2 separate regions of the Zea mays genome follow, and region 2 is linked to region 1. The links are chromatin contacts, called in public Hi-C maps. All regions are on one chromosome and are shown on one strand. The core of a region is the stretch at or near the end of the contact, and the rest is flanking DNA. Distances in the headings are between cores, read along the strand shown.

Region 1 (6,715 bases), core at 1,153-3,652:
CCTTGTGGGTTGAGCCGGGCAATTGGTTGCCTGCGGTGTGAGATTTTCTCATTCTATTGGACATGAGGTCTTTCAAAATCTAAAAAAAAAGTTTTCATAGCTCCCCCCCCAATAACTAGTTTTAGGTTGAGATTTTCTCCTACTTTTGGTGATGCAGTTCCAAGCCAACACCGAACAAAAATCCAAAGAACCGTCGGTTCGCCTCGGTTTTGGTTCAGTGTTCAGTCAGTTCAAATGTGCCCAGCCCATCTTTCATAAAGAATATCGGATCCTCATTCAACTAGTGTTTCGAATTTCACTCTTCAGTCGATGCCGCCAGATCTTTCATACCCAAAGCCAATCTTACTATGCACCAGTTTAAATGCCAGATGGGTATTTCCTGCTTTCCTCCCTAGTGCATTGATCATCATTCAAACAGTGTTTGAAATTTCACTCTTCTTTTGACGCTGCCAGATCTTTCATACCCAATGCCTATCTTACTATGCACCAATTTAAATGCCAGATCGGTATTTCCCGCTTTCCTTAGAGCATTGATCATCATCGTTCGAACCCTCCCAGGTATCTCACGTCCCTTCTGCACAATGCCATCTGCCAATTTGCAGGCCTGCTTGAATCTGCCAGTCTTACACAACACGTTGATCATATCCTCGTGAGCCGTCTCAGGAATCACCCCCATTGGAGCCAGTTCATCCAATATCCTCCATGCACGGCTGAATTTACCAGAAAGGCAGAGTCCATTGGAGAGGGCCCTGAAAGCTGCAGCTGTTGGGGTGATTCCCTTGTCAATCATGCTGTCCCAGAACTTCAGTGCCTCCTCATTCTTGTGTTCCTTGAACAAACCATCGATGAGAATGGTATATGTGTAGACTGTTTGATCACAGCCATCGTCTTCCATTCTCTTGTAGAAAGCACACGCATCGTCTGTCCGTCCTGCTTTCACTAATGCGTCGATCAGAACATTGTAGCAATACGAGTCAGGCACAAATCCTTTAGCAACCATCTCCTCGAAGAGCTCCTTCGCTTGGTCAACCATCCCAGTTTTTCCAAAACCGTCGATCAGGCTTGTATAGAAAATGGCATTCACTGCAACGCCCTTCTCTACACAGCTCCTGAAGCACGCAAGTGCCTCCTCCAAATTGCCAAACCGGCACAAGCAATTAACAACCACACCATACGTGACCGCATCAAGCTCAATTCCAGTGGCCTTCATCCTCTCAAAGAGTGCCATTGCCTCTTTCTCCCTCCCGAATTTACCCATCGAGTCAATGAGCGCGGTGTACATGGCTGCATTGGCTGGACAGCCTCGCTTCGACATCCTCTCAAACACAGCCAGTGCCTCAAATGGTTTCCCGTCCTTGCTGAGCGCGCCGATCACCAGGACATAGGCATGTTGAGGTATTTCCTTCCCCATTCCCCTCTCTTCCATCTCTTGGAACAGTGCTATGCATTGTGGGAACGTGGCCTCGCTGTAGTGGCGCTGCATGAGAGTGAGGTATGTCACCTTGTCTGGCGCGAGCTCTGCATGTTCCCTCATATCCGCAAGCCGCGCCATTGCATCCTGTGTCCTCCCCGCGCGGCAGTACCCCTTGATGAGAATGTTGTAGGAAACCACGTCGGGACGCACTCGATGTTCCGTGGACATTGCGTCGAACACGTTGATGGCAGTGTCGAGGAGGTCAGCGTTGACAAGGCCGTCCAGCAGGCAGTTGTAGGTGAGCCTGGACGGCTCGACGCCGGCGAGGCGCATGGCCTGCCACGCCCATAGCAGCTCCTCGGAGAGGCCGAACGCCGCGAGGCTGCGGATCAACGAGGCCGACGACGCCGGCGTGAGGTGGCTGAGGACGGCGTCCCCGTGCGCGCGCAGCTCCGCGACGAGCTGCCGCGCCTGGCCGGCCGCGTCGGTCTCCCTGGAGCGCGCGAAGGAGTGGAGGAGGGAGACGTAGCAGCTGAGGAGGTGCTGCGGGTGGGCGCGGAGGTCGGTGGCGTTGGGCAGGGAGCGGAAGAAGTGGAGCGACGGGAGCGGGTGCGGGGCGAGCTGCGGGGAGCGGAGCGCGGCGGCGACGAAGGCCGGGGAGAGGCGGAGGAGGAAGGTCCTGCAGAAGGCGCGGAGGTCGGCGGCGAGGGCGGCGGGCGGGGAGCGGAGGACAAGGGAGATCACGCGGGGCAGCCACGGCGACGGCGCGGGCGTGGCCGCCGACGCGGAGGCGTACGGGCTCGGGTCCGCGAGGTCCGGGTACGGCTCGATCCACTCCGGCGGCGGGAGCGTCTGGTGGTCGTTGGGAGCGGCGGCCGGACGCCGGCCGCGAGGGACGTGGCAGTAGCGACGCATCGAGTGCGTCGGTGACGAGGTGGCGCGCAACAGGTGTTCGACGAAATGAGCGGCCGGGCGGTTTGGGCGATTGGCTTCTCAGTCTGCCTTCCACTCTTCTTTGTCCTGTGGTCTCACTCTTCTTTGGTATTATGTCATCTGTATTTATAATTTATGAGTTCGTCTCTATCTATAATATATATATTATAGGTCTGATGACGATGGTGGTTTTGCAAATACTTGGATAAACCTAACAATGGTAACTCGCTGCTTTGCAATGACAACGGTTGTTAAACGACACATGAGTCCATGACAGAAGCAGAAAGCAGCTATGGAAGTTAGGGAGTGTTCATCGACTGTTCATGTTTGAACCAAGCATGAGGGATGAAAGTGGTAATCCGAACTGTTAGGACAAATTTAATATTTTAAAATAGATATGTATAAATGTTGATGTTGATCTTTTCCTATATTATCAAGCACATTAGTACAAATATGAATAAAATATTACATAAATTGTTTTATGTATTATTTGGTCCATACAACACAAATAGTTGAAAAAATTATCGAATTTGTTTCCGAATCCATACCGAAGTTTATATCTATTATTTAAGAAAATATAAGATGAATTTAAGGTTTATCTTTTATGAATCTTTACAAGCTGGATGTTAAAAACATGAATACAAATTTGTATTGTAGATTCTATATTCTATTTATTCGCAATCAAAGAAAAACGACTAAAAAACTGATTATCGAATAAATACCGTTTCAGACCGTTTTCATCCCTGATGACACAGGTAAAATTTGATTGCTCTGCTTCAGTGCTTCGTTGAGAAGCTTTTGCTCGTTTCTGTCCGCGACGCGGAAGTCCAGCCGTTTCTGCCGCAAGACACAGGCGACGAAACCGATGTGCGGAAGGAGAGCCCCCGGTATCCAGGAAAACCAGCGCCCGCGGCCGCTTGTTTGCAGTCCTCCCTCCCGTATATATCAACCCGCCCACCACACCTCCACCCCAAACAGGCAAACACACAACACAACCAACCACCTCACTCGATCTCTCATCACTCGCAAGTCCAGCGATCACCAACCAGAGCTCGGCTCCAAGCCTCCAACTCCAACCCAAGGAGACAGATACGTTCGCAGATGGCGGGTGCAGCGAAGGCGTCGTGGATGGTGGCCATGAGCGTGGGCGCCGTGGAGGCGCTCAAGGACCAGGGTGGCCTCTGCCGCTGGAACTACGCGCTGCGGTCCGTCCACCGCACCGCCAAGGCCAACGTCCGCAGCAGCCTCGCCGCGCAGCGGGACAAGGAGCTGGCCCCGGCGGCGGAGTCGAAGAGGCGGCCGGGCAAGGCCGCCGCGGAGGAGGGGATGAGGACCGTCATGTACCTCAGCTGCTGGGGACCCAACTAGGAGGACTAGCTAGGGTTCACTGTTCAGTTCATTGCTGGTGCTGGGTTCAGTTCAGACCTGGCTGGCCGGTTGCCTCCTGCGATTGTAAAATAGGAATACGGTCACGACGATGAATGATGATGACGATGAAAAGTTCTGCCACTGTATGTTTCAGGCCTGTGGGCTCAAAACAAGAATTCGGTGGTGCTTGATGGCTGAAACATCCATATCCATGTGCTGGAACATAACAGTCGGTGATGCCAAGCATGAAATGGCAATCTCACTCAGGTCGTGGGATCTGCTCTCTAATGACCGGTACAACCGAGACTGTGTTTCAGCTCAGTTCCTGCTGATGGTTCGTTCATCAGAGGTCAATTTCAGTCCGCTATGCGTGAAGCTTTCACTGTCCACGTTACGTTAGTCAACCGTGATCATCGTCCAAAAGGAAACTGTTCGTCATCTCCGACTCCGAGGTTCAGGGACAAACTGTGCTTCTGCAAAGTGGGGTTCAGTTTCGCTATAGGTTCTACTTTGTTCCTTCCTATAAACAGCTAAACAAGCCCTAAATAGGGATTTCTCTCTCTCAGGCTCACGAATAGCAAGGTTCTCGGCGGTATCATAATAAGTCCCTTATCAACCTACAATTTCACTTTATCGTGGACGCTTAACCATGATAGTTTGTATTTGCTAGTCTATTGTCTAGAGAACCAAACATCCCACTGCCGCCAGTTTGGTGGGACGTCATTGACTCTGATTGTCCTGGAACCACACCCTATCCTGAGCAGTATACCCTAAATAAAATGCAATAACAGTCTTTGAACTTGTCATACTGTGTTATTTAAGACCTCGAACTCAGATAACTAGAAACGGCTCTTATAACCTGGTCAGTCCACGTAAAGCTATCCAAAATTGGATTTATTCAAACCCGGATATAGCGTGGCACGTTGGAGCACACTAACAAAAGTTCGAAACTTAGGTCACACAACATATGCTAAATTGGAGGGGCCCAAGTGACTCTAATGTTGCATGCTATGTTGGCGTCCGGTTTAACCAAACCCGTTTTCTAACCGTTGTTTGGTGATTCGCCAAGTTTCACCACTTTTTTTTGGGCTTTAAGAGTTTGAAAACCCAAATAACATAACATGATAAATTTAAGTACCGCTCATGTATTTTACTGATATATCCTCCTTGGGATGGGATGGGATAGGATGGGAATTAAACGTTAACTATACTACCATAGTGTTACGCTAAAGTGTTTGCGCATTCCCATGAGCAAACGCTCCAAAGGATAAGCCAGTGGTATCAAGGAAAACCATGTGCTGTGGCAGTGTGGCACCAGTCTGGAAACGTCACTCTCACCCGCCTCACGCTCACAGATCTGCAGGCCATGTGGTGTAATGTAACAGTAACAATCTGCAGCCATTAACCCATGTGATTCAGCGTGTTAAAGATGGATTATCCTAATAGGCAACGACGATCACGAAAAAGGCACGCGAGAAGATTCCTGGACGGCTGCCTCCACTGCTCTGCTCGTCGTTCCACTCCACGCGATGGATCTCACTGTTCGGTCGTCCTGTTTGCTGAAAGCGAGACAAAGAGCACAGCCGGCCACGCCACAGATGAGATAAAAAAAAAAACTACTACCAGTACCACCGCTACGAAGCTCTCTACATTATCTAATCCCAAAAACAGTCTAGGTACAATGCAAAGGGATGAGAGCGTGGCGTCCCGTGCTATTTGCGGTTGCGCGTCCCTGTCGACGCGGAGGCCCGATTAAACAAGACGACGAGTGCCACTGGACTGTGCCGGCGCGCAAGAAAGCGAGCCGCAGACGGTGAGGAGAGCCCCCGGTATCCAGGAAAACCAGGGGTCCGCGCCCACCAATTTCCGCCGCCCCGTTCCCGTCCCCGTCCCCGTCCCCGTCCCCGCCCGCCGGTACATATAACCCACCCGCTCCGGCTCGCCTCTCCACCTCAACACAGCACCACCAACCAAGCAACCTCACTCGCTACAAACAAGAAACAACAAGCGAAAGTTTTCTCTCGAGAGAGGAGGAGAAGACCAACACCGGGAGGAGATGGCAGCAGCAGCAGCGACGAAGGCGTCGTCGTGGATGGTGGCCATGAGCGTGGGCGCCGTGGAAGCGCTCAAGGACCAGGGAGGCCTCTGCCGCTGGAACTACGCGCTGCGGTCCGTCTACCGGACCGCCAAGGCCAACGTGCGCAGCGGCAGCAGAAGCTTCGCCGCGCAGCGGGACAAGGACCTGGCCCCGGCGGCGGAGAAGGGGCGGCAGGACAAGGCCGCCGCGGAGGAGGGCTTGAGGACCGTCATGTACCTCAGCTGCTGGGGACCCAATTAACTAGCCTTTCGTATCTTAGCTGGTCTTTGGCCTTCTTCAGCGACCGCGAGCTCGCGAGCTGATTATTGTAAATATACGACGATGATCGGATGATGATGATGATGAAAAGTTCTGCCACTTCCGTTCGGGCGTTTTGGACTGTGTACGATCGACTGACTTCTGATCCTGTACAATGTACTGGCGTGAAATCTGAGAGCTTTGAGTCCACGATTCCAAATTCCAAGTAGACAGGAGGGAGGGTTCATCGCATACCGGCGTTGCATTCCCTGTCCTTTTAGATGAAGTTTATGCTCAAAATACAGTATCTTATAAGTTTGGTTCACAATGTGCATATTCAGCATCACACAGATATGACAGACAGAAGGCGGATCTATAGGGGGCAAAGTGGGTCATCGCCCCGTCAATTTTATACACCTTTTATGTCTTGATTAATAATTAGTCGTCAATTTTATACACCTTTTATGTCTTGATTAATAATTAGTGTTATGTCTAGGAAAAAAGTTAAAGTTTCAGAAAGTATAAAGTCTTATTCTAAACCTCTAAAATTAATAGCTAGTAGCTAAAATTAGCTAAGAGGTTTACAATAAATCAACTAATTATTATATATACCCCTTAAATAAGTATTAGTTATTAGATGCCCCAACCTAGCTAAAATCAACTAA
Region 2 (6,715 bases), core at 3,045-5,544, 210 kb after region 1:
TCGTGTATCTACAACCATAGTTTAGAGTTCCAGCAATATACCGAAGTATTTGCTTAACTGCTTCCTAGTGGCTCGTCCTTGGTGTCTCCGTGCATGTATCTGCTCACGACACCTACTACAAACGCAATATCTGGCCTGTCCCGTGTTAACAATATATCTCAAGTTCCCAATCACACTCCTATACTTTGTTGTATCGACAAGGGGAGACTTATCTTCCTTGCTCCGTTTCAACTTGTTCTCCTCTAGAACATGATAGGGGTTGCACCCTTTTATTCCTGCTTGCTCAAGAATCTTTAGAGTATAAGAACTCTGACACAAGGTTGTCTTTCTCTCATTATGATCTACACGCGAACACAGGAGAATGGCGTTGCCCAGAGTTACAACCTTTTTGGTTTTATTTGTTTCCTTATATACTGGTGTTTACATGGTCTGAGCCTCACGACCCTCCCGCCTTGCATGCTCACAGTGTGTCGTGCCCGTCTAAAACGTCGAGGATGTTTCATGCACGATATGGCGATGACCACTCTGGCCGCACCGGCCGTGAACGCAACACGGTTCTAGCTTCAACATGGCTCGTTCTCACACACAATTAGCTAAAATTAGTTAAGCAAACATGCAATACCAAATTAGATGAATAATACCAAATTAGATGAATGTGAATGCAAATAATGCACAGGATTAACTAACTAACAGAGAAAAATAAACAGGGAAAGAACTGCTGATGCCTGATCTGCTATACAACAACAACACTACTCTTTTGTAAAAGTTCCCATGAACATGAAGTTTTTGGTAATATTCCAGCAACATACATGAATTCGCTAGTATATATACTTTTGCTGCTGCTTCCTGCAACTGCAATGCTCGTGTAATCGTGTACCACTAACCAATACCGCCGTGACAGATCCAACTCCAAGATCAGAAATCGAGATGAATGGAGTCGCCGCGTGCTTCGTCGTCGTCTACGTGAGAATGATAGATGGAGTCGTCGTGGGCTTTTGCTTCGCCGTCTACGTGAGATAGATGGAGTCGCCGTGTGCTCCAGACGACGCGTCCTGCGTCGCGAGAGGAGTGGCGGCGGCAGCGGCAGCGGCACTGCGGTGCGAACGGATCTGCGAGCTGCTGGTGCCGTTCACCGTCAGCATCGCGACTACTTCAGCCATGGATGGCCTGTCAGCTGGCGACTGCTGCACGCAGAGAAGGCCGACCTGCACGCACCTCTCCAGCCGAAGGAGGATCTCTGGCCCCGGCTGGCCCACGGCTGGATCCAGAAGGTTCTCCTTGATCTTATTCTGGCTCCAAGACTCCCGTGCCTACAGAAGATGCAGCGAAAATAGTGCGCTTCAATTCATGGACAAAAGGGGGTCACCTAGCTCTAGCTTCTTGCACAAACTCCCGGCCGGTGGAGTATAGCTGTTTGCTCACATCGGAAACGAGCGTCTGGTTGCTGCTGTTCCTTTGGCCACTGACGATCTCGATCAGGACGACTCCAAAGCTATACACGTCGCACTTCAGCGTCAGGCTCGGCCCTCGCGCCGTGTACTCTGGAGCCCTGTATCCCCTTTTGGCAGTATAATCAGTTCAGCAAGTTCTTAATCTAACCCCCCAAAAAAAACACAGTTCAGAAAGTTGACGAGGAGGTCAGGGTTTCAGCCATACTCTGTCTGTACCAGTGTCGGATTCGTCTGGCCATCGACGAACACTTTGGCGGTGCCAAAATCTGCAATTTTTGCTCTCCAGTTTCCGTCCAAGAGCACGTTGGACGGTTTCAGATCCCTGTGTATCACCACCTTGCTTAGTCCGTGCAGATAAGCAACGCCTCTGGCGACTCCTACGATGATCTCCAGCCTCCGCTCCCAGTTCAACACAGCGCGTTGGTTGGCGTCTCTTGCTGTCAGTCACACAGAGAACAAGTGAGAGCTCTGAAGTAGCAGAAGAACATATATTATGGGATCATCTCATCTGTACAGATGTCAATAATCTGCGCGTTATTATTATTATTATAAATCTAAAGCAAGTACCGAATATGCATAGGTTCAAGCTCCTGTTCTCCATGTACTCGTAGACCAGTATCCGCTCATTTCCGTCCTTGCAGTAAGCAAGGAGACGAGCGAGGTTCTCGTGCTTGAGCTCTGACATCACTTCCACTTCTCTCATGAAAGTCTCACCACCTCCATCGGTAAGGTAAGATTGTGTGAGCCTCTTCACGGCAACCTTGGTACCATCAGCTAAATTGCCCTGGTAATTGCACAGTTATGTTATTAGTTGCGCACGTCCAACGGTAAATACACTACTTCCAGCGCAAAAGCAGGTATGATGTGATTATGAGATACGCCTACATTTAGTCAAAGATGAATTTTTTTTTGGAGTTCCGTCCTTCAAGATGAAAGCTGATGCTTTGATTACTCATCTTTGTTACGTGAGCAACGACCATATTAGTATACCAACTATCGGGAGTATTCTACTTGTCAAGATACATAGCGAGAAGTTCATTTATTTTGAGATAGACGAACTATGCCATCATAGCGTTTGATGAAATATACTAACACGAACCTCAAATACGGTGCTGAATCCTCCACGCCCAATGACATTGTCTGCAGAGAAATCATTTGTAGCCCTCCTCAAACTAGACAGGTCAACAGAAGGGACTGACGGAGGTCTGCGCAGTTCAGTAGAAGGGACACTCGGAGAGGCACTCTGAGCAGCTGGAAAACTCAGCACAGGCGTTAGCATGCATGGTGTGTTGCCCGCTGTTGGCAACCTGAAATGCTCGAAGTGAAGTGGGGAAGAACAGAAAATTGGGTCAGTAATTTTACCTGGGATTATTGGTCGCCGGCGCCGCCTAATCACAAGCACGACCGACAGAACAATAAGAACCACGGCGACGGCAGCTGCGGAAGCACCAACAACTGGTGCGGTACGAAACGGCCGTTGCGGCGAGGGCCCCGCCGCCGCCGGCAGCTCGGACCTGGCCAGCCTCAGGTAGAGATCTTGCCCTTTGTCCACGTATCGGAGGTCGACGATGTCATCCGTCCACATCACGCAGCCGCTACGGACGTCGCCGCCGCGGATATCTGCGGCGGCGTAGGCCAAGCACGAGCAGTTGGCGAGGCACCTCGCCGCGCAGTCCTCCACCGTGATGCTCATGTCCACCGTCGCGTTGTGTGTGTCCGGTAGCTTCACTCCGCGGACCAACAGGAAACCGTCTGTCGTCGTCGTCGTCCCACTCCCGTTATTGGCACAGTCCAGCTTCACGTTCCGCTTGCATCCGCCTGAGGTGTCCCTCAAGGACCACGCGGGCGGCGACGCCGGGCTGAACCCCGTGAGGCAGGTGCAGAACCACGTCGACGCCGCGCCGGCGTCGCACAGCCCGAACGCCCCGCACTTGCCGTAGGCGTCGCAGACGTCCCTGGGGCCCTGGAAGAAGGTCTGCCACGTCCGGGCGCCCGCGTCCCACACCAGGCGCTTGGCCACGCCGGCGTCGGTCAGCACGACACGGGTCAATGCGGCACCGGGGTTGGAGGTGTAGCCGTAGGATACCTCCGCTGGGCTTGTCGTCACCTGGTACCAGATCAAGTTCCTGTACGCCGACACCTCCGGGACGCCGCTGAACCACCGGCCGTTCCACGGGCCGGTGCGGTAGGTCCTGACGTTGCCCTCCCACACCACAAGCTCGGGCAGCCCGCTGGTGTCCAGCGCGCGGCGGTAGGCCCCCGGCGACGGGTCGTCGGCCGAGCGCCACGACGTGAGGTACCACTCGGCGCCGGTCCACTTGTTCTTGCCCAGCTTCATGCCGGACAGCAGGGTGTTCGACGGGTGATCGAACGATTGCCACAGGATGGCGTCGCTGCTGCTGCTGCTGCCTCCGTCGCGGACGACGAGGTTGCCGGAGTTGAGGAGCTGCGCCTCCGCTGATGACGATGAGCTGGTGGAGTTCGACGACCATATGGTCTGGCCAGAGCCGTCTAGAAGCAGAAGGCTTCCCGTGTCTCTGACGACCAGCACGCCGGAGTTGCCATTCACAGGGCGGCCACCGTTCGCCACCCAGCAGACGGCGACACTGGACGCCGAGAACCAGATGCCGAGGTATCTCTTGGTCGACGCCCCGGGAGAGAAGAATCCCAAGGTGAACGTCCCGTCGGCTGAGACGAGCGTCTCGCCGTCGGTGATGTTGCGGCCCTTGCCGAGCGTGTCGGACTCAGGTACGTCGGCGGCGATGGCTATGGGACGAAGTATCATAAACGAGAGGAGGAGAAGGTGGACGAATATTGTATCCATGATGATTGGGGATTCTGGGTTTAGCCCTTGCACGCCTCCAGGCGCTGATAAGAGAGGAGACTTCGAAGCATCACCATCTCGGATAGATTAAAGCCCCACCTAGCGGCCAAATGTTTTTTCTTTCATTTTTTTTTGTTAATGTTTGTAATTTCGTATGAACAGAAAGTAACATGCACTTCGCTCAATTCGGAAGACATCAGCTAGGTCAAAGTTTGACCTTGTCAAGTTTGATTTCTAGCGTATTGTGTAAGAGGAGAAGACCCTAGATCTTTGGATATTACAATTACAATTCATAAATGCCACTTGCATTTTCACTGCCGGACTACTTGCAGGTCTTTGTAGGCAACCTGTTTGTGTTATATTCTGCATTTCTATGCTACACGCCCGTTCAAATAACATAAACTAGATCAGTGATTGGGAAAAATAGGATGAATGGATGAAAGTCAACTTCCGTGGTTGGGCTTTCTTGCTTCTCATATTTAATTTCAAGTTGTTTTTGGGAGACGTGGTGACATATCCCACGAAGAAGCTCACCATCACCGATGATTGTTAATATAGTGATGTCCTGATTGTACGTCCCCCTAATTAAACTCATCGCTGAATTTCGAAAACATCTTCAAACAACAAACATAACTCATCCCTCAACTTTTAAAACCGGTAAGATACCCCCTGTGACAATTTTAGAATGGTTTCTTGAGTAGTTTTCCTGGTGGGATCCACTGGTTAGGGCCTGTTCGGTTAGCTCTCAATCCATGTGGATTGAGTGGGATTGGATGAGTTTGAATCCCAAATAAGTCAAACTTCTTCTCAATTTTTTCCAATCCCATCCAATCCATGTGTATTGGGAATAACCGAACAAGCCCTTAGGTGGTCTCTCTCTTACTTTTAAACTGAAAAGTCACTTTTTCAGTCGGACGAATAAAATAACTTGTATAGCTTGACTTGATCTATACTAGTCCTGGACGATGACATAGTTTATATCAAAGTTATATACCTCAATGAAATCTATAACCTTATGGTTGAAAACCCTTTTATTGATAGGTCCAAATATTCACTACATGTTCTCTACTTATTAATTTCACTTTTTTAAATTTTTTAAAATGGCCTCGAGTACAGAAACGCTTTATGCCAAATTTGTAGTGCTAAGAGAGATACGACACTTTATACTTGAATTTTATTTTATTTGAAATCATTTAGGAGCTCAAATATTCAATAAAAGATTGCATGACTTCAAAAGTTCAAAACATGTGGAGCCCGCAAGCCACATAAATCCCTAAACAATTAAAACAACCGTCAAATCAAGTCTGAATTATTGTAGAAGTAAATTGAAATCTCTTTTTTTTTCCTCACCAAACAGAAGAGTGATATATAGACTACATCATAATAGTTAAACTACTCTATATTCTTCTCTCAGGATCGCTTAGTCAACCTTAAGAACGAGGCTACAAAGATACACAAGTCAAACTGCATTCAAATTTCCAATCTGATCGAGTAGTTTGGAGAAGACATATAAACTCAAGAAAACGACATTGAAATTTTGTAAAATTCTTATGTTCTGTTATGTGCGACATATCCTCGTATAGGGAATAGGAGGCTAAATCATGAGTAAAGATCTGATTTATAAGAAGCAGATCTTCATATTGCACGAAGACAAGCTTTCATGATCTTTCTCGACTGAGAATTCGATTAAGTTTTTTATAAATATAATACTATGGGGACAACCTTTTTAAACGAAAGAATCCTTTTAATATTTTGTAAGGCCATTTGATAGTCTAAATCTAAATACCAAAATAATAAATGTCAATTGTTGGTGTAGATAGAAGAATTCGCCGAGGCTTGGCTTTCATGAGAGAAGCGGAACTGATGTTAGAACTAAGGCGCATATGGGAATCTTATTCGGCTCCTTGCTTATCTCCATCTCCACGGAGAATTAGGCCTCTTTTAGATCAAAGGATAATTTCCTAGATCCTATGTTTTTCGTTTTTTAACTAATTATTGTAAATTTTAGAGAGTAACTAAATCAATAAATCTGGCTAATCTATTGCTAAGTAAATAAACGTTTGTTTCAGGTATTACAATGAAAGTTGGTTTGGTTGAGGGGTTTTAGTAGTGATAGAGGCTGGTCAAGCACATTTATATTAAGCACACGTACAGCCCACGAAACAGCCCCAATCGGCCCAGTCCACGAAACAGCCCCAATCGGCCCAGCCCACGATGTAACCCTAGTCCCTAGATGTTTAAGGAGCAGCTGTGTTGCCGCATTCACATACCTATCCCTGTTGGTCGCCCCTCCTGGAGCTCGCCGCCGCCCTCTCGCTTTATTTTCCCGACCACAACGCCACCGCCCGACGCAAAGTTGCCGCTCCCTGAGTCTCGACAACCGGTGAGCAGCCTCCTCCTCCACCATCGGTCTCCTCCTCTGTCGAGCTCCTGTGTCGGG

The links. A called contact is a pair of places that touch in the nucleus more often than the background predicts.
Region 2: a contact with region 1 is called in a Hi-C map of ear, with 2.8 times the contacts expected there. The contact joins the promoter of LOC100279279 here to the promoter of LOC100381578 in region 1. A contact is called at or near these places in 9 of 25 Hi-C or Micro-C datasets (ear, endosperm, leaf and 2 more).

The regions. Positions count from the first base shown.
Region 1 is chr2:7,146,411-7,153,125 of Zm-B73-REFERENCE-NAM-5.0, forward strand. It overlaps LOC100381578 (Pentatricopeptide repeat-containing protein mitochondrial), which reads right to left and starts at 2,403. Exons shown (of 1, transcript NM_001174402.1): 1 at 254-2,403. The coding sequence starts at 2,329. The coding sequence ends at 407. It overlaps LOC100280530, which reads left to right and starts at 3,340. Exons shown (of 1, transcript NM_001153449.3): 1 at 3,340-3,921. The coding sequence starts at 3,449. The coding sequence ends at 3,715. LOC100282066 (Wound induced protein) reads left to right here and starts at 5,665. Exons shown (of 1, transcript NM_001154979.2): 1 at 5,665-6,372. The coding sequence starts at 5,772. The coding sequence ends at 6,053.
Region 2 is chr2:7,350,932-7,357,646 of Zm-B73-REFERENCE-NAM-5.0, forward strand. It overlaps LOC100279279, which reads right to left and starts at 4,295. Exons shown (of 6, transcript NM_001152300.2): 1 at 2,814-4,295; 2 at 2,551-2,702; 3 at 2,019-2,235; 4 at 1,657-1,888; 5 at 1,423-1,558; 6 at 733-1,310. The coding sequence starts at 4,275. The coding sequence ends at 1,008. It also overlaps a transcript of LOC100502419 not described here.